Linked DNA regions of Mus musculus: region 2 is linked to region 1. The links are chromatin contacts, called in public HiCAR-type maps. All regions are on one chromosome and are shown on one strand. Each heading gives the region's core, a stretch centred on a gene start, on an enhancer-like site or on the middle of the called end of the contact. The rest is flanking DNA. Distances are from core to core; before and after follow the strand shown. Region 1 has its middle 12 kb from the start of Gm25716. Region 2 has its middle 9.9 kb from the start of Defb43.

The links. HiCAR-type assays count read pairs that join an accessible place to other places.
Region 2: a contact with region 1 is called in a HiCAR-type map of astrocytes, with 4 times the contacts expected there. The contact joins two enhancer-like sites. A contact is called at or near these places in 2 of 39 promoter capture datasets (hippocampal neurons and pre-B cells) and 1 of 115 datasets of contacts at active chromatin or transcription factors (astrocytes).

The regions. Positions count from the first base shown.
Region 1 is chr14:61,327,636-61,333,879 of GRCm38.p6, reverse strand. No RefSeq gene overlaps it. Among named protein-coding and RNA genes, the nearest start is that of Gm25716, 12 kb to the left of the region's middle. Within about 2 kb of position 2,374, at least 57 of the 459 cell types and tissues checked have an H3K27ac peak or open chromatin away from gene starts, as enhancers often do. A contact at or near this core is called in astrocytes, where this site is marked.
Region 2 is chr14:63,018,515-63,024,758 of GRCm38.p6, reverse strand. No RefSeq gene overlaps it. Among named protein-coding and RNA genes, the nearest start is that of Defb43, 9.9 kb to the right of the region's middle. Within about 2 kb of position 3,793, at least 44 of the 459 cell types and tissues checked have an H3K27ac peak or open chromatin away from gene starts, as enhancers often do. A contact at or near this core is called in astrocytes, where this site is marked.

The DNA of each region.
Region 1 (6,244 bases), core at 1,125-3,624:
CCTGCTTTGGAACATGTAAATGTCACCCCACTGAGAGGACCATGGCAGCCAGCCACGTAGCATTAAAAACCTGATGTTCTCCATGCTAATGAAGTCTCTAGATAGGCCCCTAGTGTTCAGCCAATGAGCTTCCCTTCCTGGACATTCCTTCCTGCAAAAGATATTTAATCCCTAGTTCACCCTGAGTAAGGCATATGCATTCATAGTCACCATCAAATAAAGCAGTTTGAACAAGCAAGGACTGTCCCTTCATCAAAGATCGCCATGGGGGGAGGCCTTTGGCATAAAGAACTGTGCTTAAATCTCCCAAGGAAGGCTTTCTCTTCTCTTCCAGCCCCTCCACACTCTGGGCACTCACTCGGAACCAAACCAGGTTCAGTCCCCATACAGGGCTCTGCCTTCCTCTTCCTGCTTGGTTCATGAAGGTCCTGAAGGGAAGTATGGACTGAGGATCCCCGTTCCAGACTCCCAGTGGTACAGCAGTGATGCCTGTGTACACAGGAGACGGGGAGCCACAGCAGCCATCCCAGACGCCTCTGCTTCCCACCCAGGAAAACATGGCTCCCCCCATTGCAAACTGTTTTGCCTCCCCTAAGTGGCATGCCAGCCGCTCTAGGCACCCCAGCAATGAGGCAGGATGCAGCCCAACAGTTGCTAGCAATCATCCTTGACTTTCGAAGCCAGTTTCCTCAGATGTTTGTGTGATTGGAGGAAGTAGACTGTTACTTGAAAGTATTAAATGGCCTCTTTCCAACTCTGGAAGAGAGGCTGCAGTGTGGCCATTGTGCTGCAGTTAGGTCCTGGTTCAATCCCTTCTCTCCCTGAAGCCGTACCTTGGCCACTTCTTGGAGCCTGTGTCTCTGTTACTTAAATGGCCCTGAGTGGGGTCTATAGTAATTTTTGTACACCCTTCCCAGGGCGTACTTGGAATTCTAGATTTGTGTGTAAAAGTCGTTTATCCGGAAGAAATCCGAGGGACACAGGGTGAGAGCACCCATGAATTAGGTCAAAGTCAACTTAAAAGTATACCTCCCAGCAAGGTGGTAACTAAGGCCGAGGCAGAGGAAGCTCCAGTCCAGAGCCAACTGGGCTACAATAACAGGACCATGCCTCCAAAACAGGAACATCAACAAAAACGTGGTCTTTCTACTCCAACAGCAAGGATTACACACAATATTAGATGCATCCCCAGGAACATAAAAGATCTGAAAGTCACTCAGTTGAAGGTGAGCTATGCACAAATAATAATAATAATAATGATGATGATGATGATGATGATCTGTGTTTCTTAGTCACTTTTCTCCCGGCATAACAGAACACCATGACCAAGGTAACTTATAAAGGAAGTTATAATATAGTTATATATAACTTATAGTTGGAGGCTCATGGTTCATGATCATCATGGTGGGAAACATAGTGGGAGGCAGGCAGGCAGGCAGGCAGGCAGGGATGGTGCTGGGGCAGTAGCTGAGAGCTTGCACCGTGGTCTATGTGAGGCAGAGAGAAGAAAGAACACACTGAGAATAGCCTGGACTTTTGAAAACTTAAAGGCAGTCAGTCCTCTTCCAACAAGCCCACATTCCTAATCCTTCAAACAGTTCCACCAACTGGGGACCAAGCATTCTCACGTGAGCCTAGGGGGGGCCACTCTCATTCAAACCACCACAAAGTAATTTCCAATCACGTGGATCTACTCATTACACTTGAGTAGCCCTTAACGTCATCACTTATCTTGTAGCTTATGCACTGCTCTGTTTTTATATTTTACTGATTGGACCGTGCAGCTGATTGACAGCAGTTTGTCTTTTTATTATTGTTTTTGGTTGGTTGGTTGGTTGGTTTGGTTTGGTTTTCCAGACAGGGCTTCTCTGTGTAGCCCTGGCTGTCCTGGAACCTACTCTATAGACCTGACTGGCCTTGAACTCAGGTATCTGCCTGTTTTTGCCTTTGGTATGCTGGGATTAATGGTATGTGCCACCACTGACTGGTGTGATAGCAGTTACCTGTAATAACATAGCTTTCTAGAAAACTCTCAGGGATCCCCAAATTTTCAAATATAATCTGCACTTGTCCCCACAACTGTCTTTGTTGATGAAACCTTTTGCTGAAAAGTCCATTAAAATTTAATTTGCCTCTCATTTCTTGCCTGTGGTCCTGTGTTAAGAATGAAAGTGAATTGACCTTTGACATTCTTGCCTGTGTTTTGGTTTAGAGGTGTGTGTGTGTGTGTGTGTGTGTGTGTGTGTGTGTGTGTGTGTGTGTGTGTGTGTAGCAAATTTCCTCCATGTGCCACTGTGTGCCCAGGTCAAGCAAGAGCTGTCTCCAGTAATTCTCTTCCCATCTAGGGAATAGCACACACCACAGATACATGAGTTCCTTGTTAACAGCGCCATCTGGTGGCCTCCGAATAACAAGACAGCGCAGTATGGCAACTTGTGGTTGTGCAGACCGTATTCTAATACAGTAAAGCAGTTGCTTCTTGTGGCCTCATCAGCTCCCTTTCCCTGGAGCCTCCTTCCCCAGCAGCCCTTTCCCAGACTGCCCCTCACCCACTCGGCACGTTGGCTCCAGAAAGTTCAAGCTGGTCCCGTTGGCTCTGGGCCCTTCTGCCTGTAGCCTCCTGGGCAGTAGGGAAAGCTGCTAGTAGCAGCCTGGGTGGAGAAACGTGAACTTAACCTCGTGGGTTTGTGCCCGGGGCCACCTTGAACCAGGCCTGGCTGGGATTCTAGTGCTAGAAGGCCCGTGATTTACTGTCTCCCTGGGCAGCAGGTGGCCAGGGTATTTTTAGCATCTGGAGTTTTTAGGGCAAGGCTGGGGGAGGGTAGAACAGTGAGCTCCGAGGACATCGGTTCTTTCAAGGTCTGAGTTCAAAAATCTCCAGACAATGGGCCCTTCCCCTAACACTCTTGGGTTTGGGTGTAGGGTGTCCATGATAAAAGCCACGCACGCCGCCGCCGTTCATTTGCCTTTTCCATTTGTTAGGCAGTAAGTGGAAGAGAGAATGGAGTGGATTTGGGATGCCAACTTGGCAGGCATTCAAGGAAAGCCTGACTGTTGTTAGTGCCCAGCGCAGATCTGTCCCTCTTCAAAGCACTTCTGTTCGCTGTATTGTCCAGCCCTCATTAATCCCATGAACCCCAAAGACGATTATCATATTCTACCAAAGAACTTGGCAAGGAAAGCTGAGAGGTCTGCCTGGTGCCATGGGTACGGGAGGGAGGATCTGCGGCTACACTGCCACAGAGCTAGATCCTAGCTGTGTGCTCAGTGAGACTGGATTGGAACCGCTCGCTCTGCAAGAGGATTGGAACCGCTCGCTCTGCAAGAGGCGTGCTCCCCTGCCTCTTAGCTTTCTCCGGAATGGTTGGTACAGCGCTTAACATGTGCTCCTGTGAGACTGAGCACGTTAAAAACCCTCCTTAGACTGGCTTTCCTGCTTCAGCTCAAGCAGTTATTTATGGAACAGGCCCTGAGTGTATTCTATCATCATTGTCTTCCAGAGAGGGGGACATCTCAGAACAACCATAAAGGGGTGAGGGGTCAGCGACTCTCTGTTCCAGCCAGGAGAGGACCAGGGGATAGTCCTAAATCCAGGAGAGAGAATCCTCAATTATGTGAGCCCCCTTCCCCTTGCCTGACCCTCTGGGTCCCTGCATTGCCCCCAGCTGGGTTCCCCCAACATAACCATACCTGAAGAATAACCACAAGTGACATCATTCATGGAAACTGGTGGTGATGGGACCAAGAGGGGACCCACCTCCCAGAGACTTTATGGGGTTCTGGCCCAGGGGAGTCACCTTCATCATCACTTCTGTGGGCACCAAGAGGCAGAAGCTAGGCCCAGGCAGGCACTTCCCACTCCTGCTGTGTAGCCCTGAAGTATAGACACACCAGCAAGACTGAGAAACTTCTGTGCCCTCCAAGGCACTCAAAGCTGAATGCACAGAACCCAGAGTCGAACACAGATGGGCCGGACATGTTTGTTAAGTTAAGAATTGAAACCCAGAGCCAGGCGTGGTGGCACACGCCTTTAATCCCAGCACTCGGGAGGCAGAGTCAGGTGGATTTCTGAGTTCGAGGCCAGCCTGGTCTACAAAGTGAGTTCCAGGACAGCCGGGGCTATACAGAGAAACCCTGTCTCAAAAAACCAAACCAAACCAAAAAAAAAAAAAAAAAAAGAGAGAGAGAGAGAGAGAGAGACTTGAAACCCAGGACTCAGTGGTAATCAAGAGGGACTCCAGAAAGCCCTGCAGGTTACAGACACTTATTTGACACCCTCCCTTCCTCCCAGAAGTGAATGAGCCCAGGGTTGAAGACAAGGGCATTTCTCAAAGAAGTTCCAGATGACAGCCAATGTATCCCAGCTGATAGCAACCTGTTGGCAAAATGCCATATAGTATAGGTAGTGCTTATGAAACAGCGGGCCTGATCCTGAAAGAGTTTACCTCTTCCTGCTCAGACCATAGGGAGAAAGCACGAGCCTGTGATCATGTGTTGAAGGCCCTGAAGGGTCCCATTGACTACCTTGCTCACTTTGTGTTCTCTACAAAATACCTGGGTGGCTTCTACATTTCTATCCAACGGATACACTCCAAAATAGCCAACGGACAAAGATCTTGAGTTCTTATGCCAGGGTAGGAAAATAAGGTTGAGGGGAAATATAAAGGGATGAGGATAAGGTTTTTTTTTGTTTTGTTTTGTTTTGTTTGCTTGTTTGTTTTTTGTTTTTCGAGACAAGGTTTCTCTGTGTAGCCCTGGCTGTCCTGGAACTCACTCTGTAGACCAGGCTTGGCCTCAAACTCAGAAATCTGCCTGCCTCTGCCTCCCAAGTGCTGGTATCAAAGGCATGCGCCACCACTGCCCGGCGAGGATAAGGTTTTAATTGTGGGATAATCAATAGGACAGTGAATTTTAGTAACATGGAGTGAAAGCATGCTGAGTTCACAGGGCTAGGACAGAAGTTGCTGGAACCCATTGGTGGAAAGCCAGCAGCCCTTCAGAGAGGGCCATGTTAGAGAGCAGAAAATGTGAACAGGGAAATCTGGGGGTCAGGCTGAGAGATGCTCAGCATTAGGAGAACACGCGGCTTTGGTTAAGCCACTTTCTGTGGGTGTGCTGAGGATCCACGAACACGTTCCCATGCTTCTGGGACAGGCACTTTACCCACTGAGCCATCTTGCCAGCCCCCTTTGGTAGCTTCTTTGAGGAGTCTGTCCTTTGAGGAGTCAGACAAGTGGGACTTCCCGCAACTGGATGGAGAAGTGTCAGTCCCAGGAAACCCCACTAGAGGCCCACAGAACCTGAAGGGAAAGCCCTGAAGGAAGGGAGTGGGAGACAGGCGCTTCATACCCCACACCGGCTCCTTTACAGCCATCCCCATCATTTCCAGGCTGGTGGAGGGCTCTGTGGGTTTAATCTTGGTTTGGGGTGGGTCTGTGAGCATCACAGTTCTGTGAGGTCTCTGGACCCCACCTCCCTGCTGGATGGCTGCGGATTTCACAGCCAGCTGTCTCTCTTTGTAGTCCTATACGATTCCCCTCATCTTGTCTCAAACCTCACAGTATTTGTTGGCGTTGAAGCCTGAATTAGACCCCAGCAGCTGGAGAGAGTGTTCGTGATTGGTGGTGAAGGCATCAGAATACAGATCTGGGGATGCAGCACCGAGGCTGGCAGAGCGCTTGCTCAGCACCGGAACTAAACAGTAGATTCCTTTCCTGCTAATGCCAGTCACCACGCCTCCGCTAGACAGTGCTGTCAGCTCTCCGGCGCAGTGTTCTGCTCGCTATGGAGTCTTGTGCGCATGCTCAACACTGCATCCTGTCCACCCCTGACTGCCAAGTCTTTCGGTGTCTATTTCCATCCTCCTATCAAAGGCTCTGATGGGTCCTGCAGTGGGGAAAAAAATCTTGCTAGAGCCTGGAACCTGCCTCCCAGTCACCCACATCCGTCAGGGCTGCTTTACAGGTTACACGGAACCAGGACACTGGCACCTCATGAGGGTGTCACCTGCTTTGACTTGTGGCTGCCCTCTACCCCAGATGGACTGACTCCTGCTGACATGGAACTTGAGCCCATCTCTTCCTGAGCCAGCCCAGTCTGGCCCGTCTGCTCAGCCTGTACCCACTCCACACCCCACACCGGCTGCCATTCAGTCCCCACTGGTTTGCTATGGCTGCAGGGAATCAGAGTCCCTTAAATGTCCACATTTACAGCCATCATCACTGTCACTCCGCAGAGGGATGCC
Region 2 (6,244 bases), core at 2,544-5,043, 1.7 Mb before region 1:
GAACCTTTAGATTTAAAAGGCTCAGGCCCTATCATTTTCCTGTTTTCGTGGGGAATATAGGGAGTGATTAAAGCTAGCTTAAGTGTTTGGAGCGGGGTGGGGGTAATTTTTGTTCAGGTTATTTTTAAGAATAACATATTGACTTGCTAAGTGGAATTATTCTCATTTTAAGGGAGATTCAGCTGAGTGGAATTCTGTACTCACACCTTGAAAGCTTGCTTACTTTCAGAACGTCTATCATTAGATTTCTGGCCATTTTCGATGCTTCGTTATAGTAAGCATTGGCCGGCTGCTTTGGTGTCTGTGCTCTGGGTTGTAAAGATCATTTGAAAAAGAAATTACAAAATACTGAAGTACAAAAGATAGAACCTTTAAATGTTGAACTAAGCAGCCCCAAACTAAGTAATGATCATCTCAAAGGTGGGAATTTTCCTTAAACAAAGAGTAAAATGCTGCATAGTACCCCAAAATATTTCCACTAGCTTTTTATTTAAAATGAACATTTGAGAGATGTTACTCTCTAAAGTAGCTTGGTCCTCTTTCAAGTAACACCTGGGATTTCCCCCCCAGTAAATTTCAATAACAACTTTGCATAGATAAGATGAAGTAGGGTGTTGGCTCGTGTCACCCAAATCTGTGAAAATAACTTGATCATTTACGTCCTATGTCTTATGATCATTATTGTGTCATAGAGAACAGTACTGGGTCTATTATTTTCAAAACAAGTGGATTCTTAACAGCGACTTAATGGTTTTTCCACACAGCTCATGGCTAGGTGCAAACCATTCTTTGTATTTGATGGATAGTTTGCAAAAAATTCTTACCAGCAAGAGTCATGCGCATTTAGTTTGGGGCCCCAGAAACCTGAAAAGCAGCGAAGAAAATGGGGTTTGAAGAGTATGGTCTAGAATGGCTTGTCAGACTATGAGGGGAAGATTATGTGTTTTGGCTTGGGATTACCAACCCATTTATGATTTTAAAATATACTTATAATAAAAATTATTAAAATGAATTTTGGTCTAGTGATACTACTTTGCACTTAAGGGTCTTTTTTTGTACAAATTCTTTTTTAAAAGTCTTAATTATTGCCATAATTTTGTGTGAAGCTATAGCATGTGCAAACATCTTTAGAGAGTGCCCGTTTCTGGTGTCCCATGCTGTGGTCCTGTACCACTGGTTTTTATTTCCCCCCTTAGGAGTTAATTTTTTAAAATTTAATAGTTTTCATTAACATGATATATATGTGTGTGTATATATATATCCTTAATAGACCTTCTGGGGTTTGTACGACTTTAGTGAATTAAAAGTGTAATTGAAGTAAAAAGATTTAAGATTTGTTAAAATGAAGTTAGTCGGTTATCCATTGGAATACAGCCAGAATTCTAAAGGGTTGAGTTTTTATACTTTTACTCTATTACTTAACAATTACACACCCACACTATACATACACACATACACATGCATACATACATAATATACACATACACTTTACACACACACAGTCCATGACATAGGTCTGTTGTAGTCTTTGGAAGAATTGTTTAAGGAAGTAACTAGGGTTTTGGACTATGTAAACATTCCAGAACTTTCTCACGTGATTTGCTAATACAATCTGGACAACTTGAAGCATACTGTTCGATCTGTAATTCCTGTCAGGGCCATCACAAACTATGCATCATCAGAACCCCCTGAGCTTCCACAGAGCTGCATTTCTTCCTGCCCAGTAAGGTGGACTTTATTTAAATTGTTTCTTCTCAACATTCTCCACAATTAAACAATCGTCAAATTAAACCTAATTACAGACGGTGTGTTGGAACAGCTAAAGAGTTGGAGGGTTTGGACTCCTTTCTGAAGCAGGTTATGGCTTGCTTCTTTAAACTGACTGGTTATCACTTGGAGTTTGAAAGCTGATTAAACTGTGAATAGCAAATTTTGATATATTGTGACAGAGTCCTAAATGTCTGTTTCTGACAAGAAAATGCTACAATATTCATGGAAAATGTTAAATAAATTGTGCATGTCCTCATATGTTGAATATATGTTAATTAGCCCCCCTCCCTGTGATGGTTCCATTCTTAGAATCAGTGACGTTTTTTGTGATGTTTGGTAAGAGTGGAGATTTGCACAACAAGGAAACAATGTGCACAGCAGGTTTTTATGATTAAGGAATAAAATGTATTGAATTGGCTACATGAATATTATATCTATTTAAACAGAGACTGCAGAAGGACTATTTATTTGTTTATGAGACAGAAACCGGAGTTTTTTAGATAGCATGTTCTTTACTGGAGCATTTTCTTATTTTCACCAGTTAAACGTTTGCAGTCTTACGTAGTTTGCGTCTTATTTAAATCAAGAAAGTCAGCCTTGCCTTTGCCAGAATGGTCAAATTCCACAGTAGTTAAAAGCTGAATTTTCACTGGATATAGAAATAGTGACAACATTTTAAGTCATTTAAGAATGATTTGGATAATTCCTATAAACAGAAAATTGAAAGGTAAGAAGTACAGCTTGTCTAGGCACACATTTCCTAACATAGGACTTAGTTGTAGACAGTTTTGTATGCACAGTTTTTTTTCATCTGAAACCGGGACTTATCAGAGGTCACCCATTAACTCTGGCTAATAGGAAATACCTTTAGAAAAGATGACTCTATGATGGCTTGAAGGAAACCCACCATGCACGGGTCAGCAGTTGGCCACGATTCTAATGGATAGCTGTGAACTGATAATAGCTGAAAAAGGAGAATGTGAAAAGAATTTTCTTGAGGCTTACAAACAATTTATTATAAAGATAATAAAATGTATGAAAATTAGAGGATTCAGAGAAATAGAAATCAAGAGACCTTAATTGCATTTTGACGACAATCCTTCCAAGATTTTTTTTTTATTTTAAAAAGATGCATGATACTATGTCAGTTGAATTAAAAAAAAAGATTCTTTTAAACAAGAAAGAAAGAAATCAAACAATGAATGCTGGCAAAGTTGTAAAAGAAAGAAACTTTTATACACTGCCAGTGAGAATAAACTCATGCAGCCACTATGGAAACCGGGCCAGAGGGGTGTGGGGGGGGGGGGGGACACACTAACCGTGGAATGACCTTGTGATTCTGCTGGCTCCCTCCTGGGTCTGTGCCTGAAGGAATCTAAGTCATCGGCACACATAGATAGTACATATCCTTATCTTCTTGTAGTACCACCCACAATAGCCACAACCCTGACCCACAGACCTCCCTAGATGCCCATCAAATGATGAATGGATAAAGGCAGTCTATATCCACAACGAAACTGTGGATAACCATCAACAAAAATGAACTCTTGGATAAGATGGTGACGGAGAGTCTGTCTCTGTGTGAGCTGGGACAGAGGAGAGGGACAGAACAAGACAAAAGCCTACATTACAAAGACAGAGGCGGAGGAAGTGCTTCTGGCAGCCATGAAAGGAGTGTCAGGTACTGGAAATGGGCCGAGAAAATAATGCAGGACACAGAGAAGCAAGCCAAACGGCTTCAGCCAGGTAGTTGTCTGGCAGAACGAGGGGAAACAGAGACCACTTCCGAATGGTAAAGCCAACTGAAAGCAATTGCATTAGCCACAGCCTCGAAAGCCTTGGGTCCAATTAGAGGTTTTGGTGAGACAACTGATCTGGCACATGAGTCAGCAGTGGACAGAAAAGCTAAGGAGTGTCTTCTGAGATAATTGTACAGTAATGACAGGTCCTGATGGAGGACCCAAGTTAGGAAACTTCCACAGGCAAAGGAGACTTGATTCAGCTGGCCATTCTTGTAGGAGAAGGGCGATCTAGTGAGTCAGCTGTGGTGAGCAAGAGAGATGCAAGAGGCAGGCGCCTGGCTTAGCCTAGGAGAGAGAGCTCTGCCCATAGTTGCCAGGAAAAGATCTCATCAACTGAGAATCACTGTGGAGTTGGAGCCTGAGGTCAGGATGTAGTTAAAATTCTGAACCAACCTATCTGCTGTTCACTGCTGCAAAGCGCTGAGCTTAGCGTGGGCTACAGGACTCCCTGAGCTGCATCCTTCCTGCAGGGTGATTATTATGCAACAGTTCTTGAAAGTGTGAAGACAGAGGTTCTGTTTGCATAGGTCTCAGCGCTGTGACTGTTTCCCACACAGCCAAAATACACTTAGACATCCCTTAGCTAAAACAGCCACCCCTATAGGTGAGGCTGGGGTGGGGGGCTTGTCTTCAGAAGGTGAGAGAACCTGCCCAACCCACGGGATGAAAAATTCAAGTGTGGCCAGCAGAAACTGCTGATACACAAAGAAATACTGCTGCCAGGAAGAATATCTCTGGTGGACATCAGCCTCTCTGATTCAGTACAGAGTAATCAACCATAGAAAAGACACACAAGTTCAATTTCCCTCTCCCTGTATGTAACAGCCTAGCACAGAGATGTTAGAGACCTGCGCAATGAAGCTATAAGAATTGAAAAATAAATGTAAGGACGCAACAGAAGAAAAGAAGAATCCTCAGAATTAATATTGTTAGAAGGTTCATGTTACCAAAGTGTTCTATAGATCCAAATAAATCATTCCTCCTCATTCTCCACCTTCTTCTTCCTCTCCCTCCTTCTCTTCTTCTACTTTTCCTCCCCTCTTGCTCCTCCTCCTCTTTCTTCTTCTCCTCTACCTCTTCTCTTCCTCTTTTCCCCCTTCCTCCTCTTCTTTCTCTCCCCTCCCCTCCTCTTTCTCTGCTTCCTTTCACTATGTAGCCTTGGCTGGCCTGGAGACTGCTATGTAGACGAGGCTGGCCTGGAGACTGCTATGTAGACGAGGCTGGCCTGGAGACTGCTATGTAGACGAGGCTGGCCTGGAGACTGCTATGTAGACGAGGCTGGCCTCAAATTCACAGAGATCCATCTGGTTCTGCTTCCTGAGAGCTGGGATTAAAACACGCTTCGCCACTTCTGTCTGATATTTGTATTCTTTAATGACTCAAATTCTATTACGGCTGATTCCAGGGACTCAGCGCCACCACACATAGCTCAGAGTCCCAGAGCCCTGACAGCTACCTGACAGGACACCACAGTTGCTCTATCTGGCTTAGAGAACTAGCACCAGTCTGCACTGACAGGGGAAATTTGTTCCAGGCTCCTTGACTGAATGGCTAAAGTCACCAAGTGGTGACAGGGGAACAAGAGCCGGGAGACAGGCTGTATCTCCAATACCAGATAAGCACAGAAGTCATTGTCCTAACCCTAAACATTACAAACACCTCTGCTGAAAGAAGAAAGGTGATTGGAGCAGAATAAAGAAAAACTGAACCAAAAAACTAATTCTAGATGCACAAATCCCAATGCAGAAACAAAAACAACACATGCCACACACACACACACACACATACACCACATACACAACACATACAAACCACACACAAACACACACAGAATTTATCACCTCCAGAAAAACACAAATCCCATAGTGATGTGCCCTAATGAAAATGACCCAGAAGACTATCCAGACAAAAGATTTTTAAAAATTCACAGTTAAAAGAAGATAAAAAAACAAAGAGATGGATGAAATGAAGACAACCCAAACTGAATTCTGAATTGATGCTGGAACTGAAAAACATCAAACCAATAAAAACAAAACAAAACAAAAAAACCAAAAAACAAAAAAACAAAAAAATCTCAGTGGAAAACCCCAGCAGTGGAATGGATTGTGTCAGATTCAGAGAGTTGAAGATTTAAGACAAAGAGGAGGTGTTGAATCACTCAGTTGGTTAGGGAGAGGGGGAGGGGCAGGAGGAGGGAAGGGGAGGGAGGGGAGGGGGAGGGAGAGAGGAGAGGGAAAGAGGGGAGAGGGGCAGAGGGGGAGAGGGAAAGAGGGGGGGAGAGGGGGAGAGAGAGGGAAAGTGAGAGGGAGGAGAGGAGGGAGAGGGAGGAGAAAGAGGAGGAGGAGGAGGAGGAGAAGGAGAAGGAGAATTGAACATGAGAAAATAATTCTGGTATATCATGAAAAGACCTAGCCTCCAAATTGTGGGCATAGGAGAATACTACAATAAAGGCACAGATAATATCTTCAGTGACATCATCTAAGAAAAATTTCCCAAATCCATACTGAGATGCTTATCTAGGTAGAGGCCTATAGAAACCAAGTAGACAAGACCAGAAAAGAAATTCTCTATGATATATTATAGTTAAAACATTGAAAACTGAAGGAGAGAGGGGTCCCTACTTTTACTAAGGTATTAGATTACACTGGACTCCTTAACAGAAACCTTTAGAG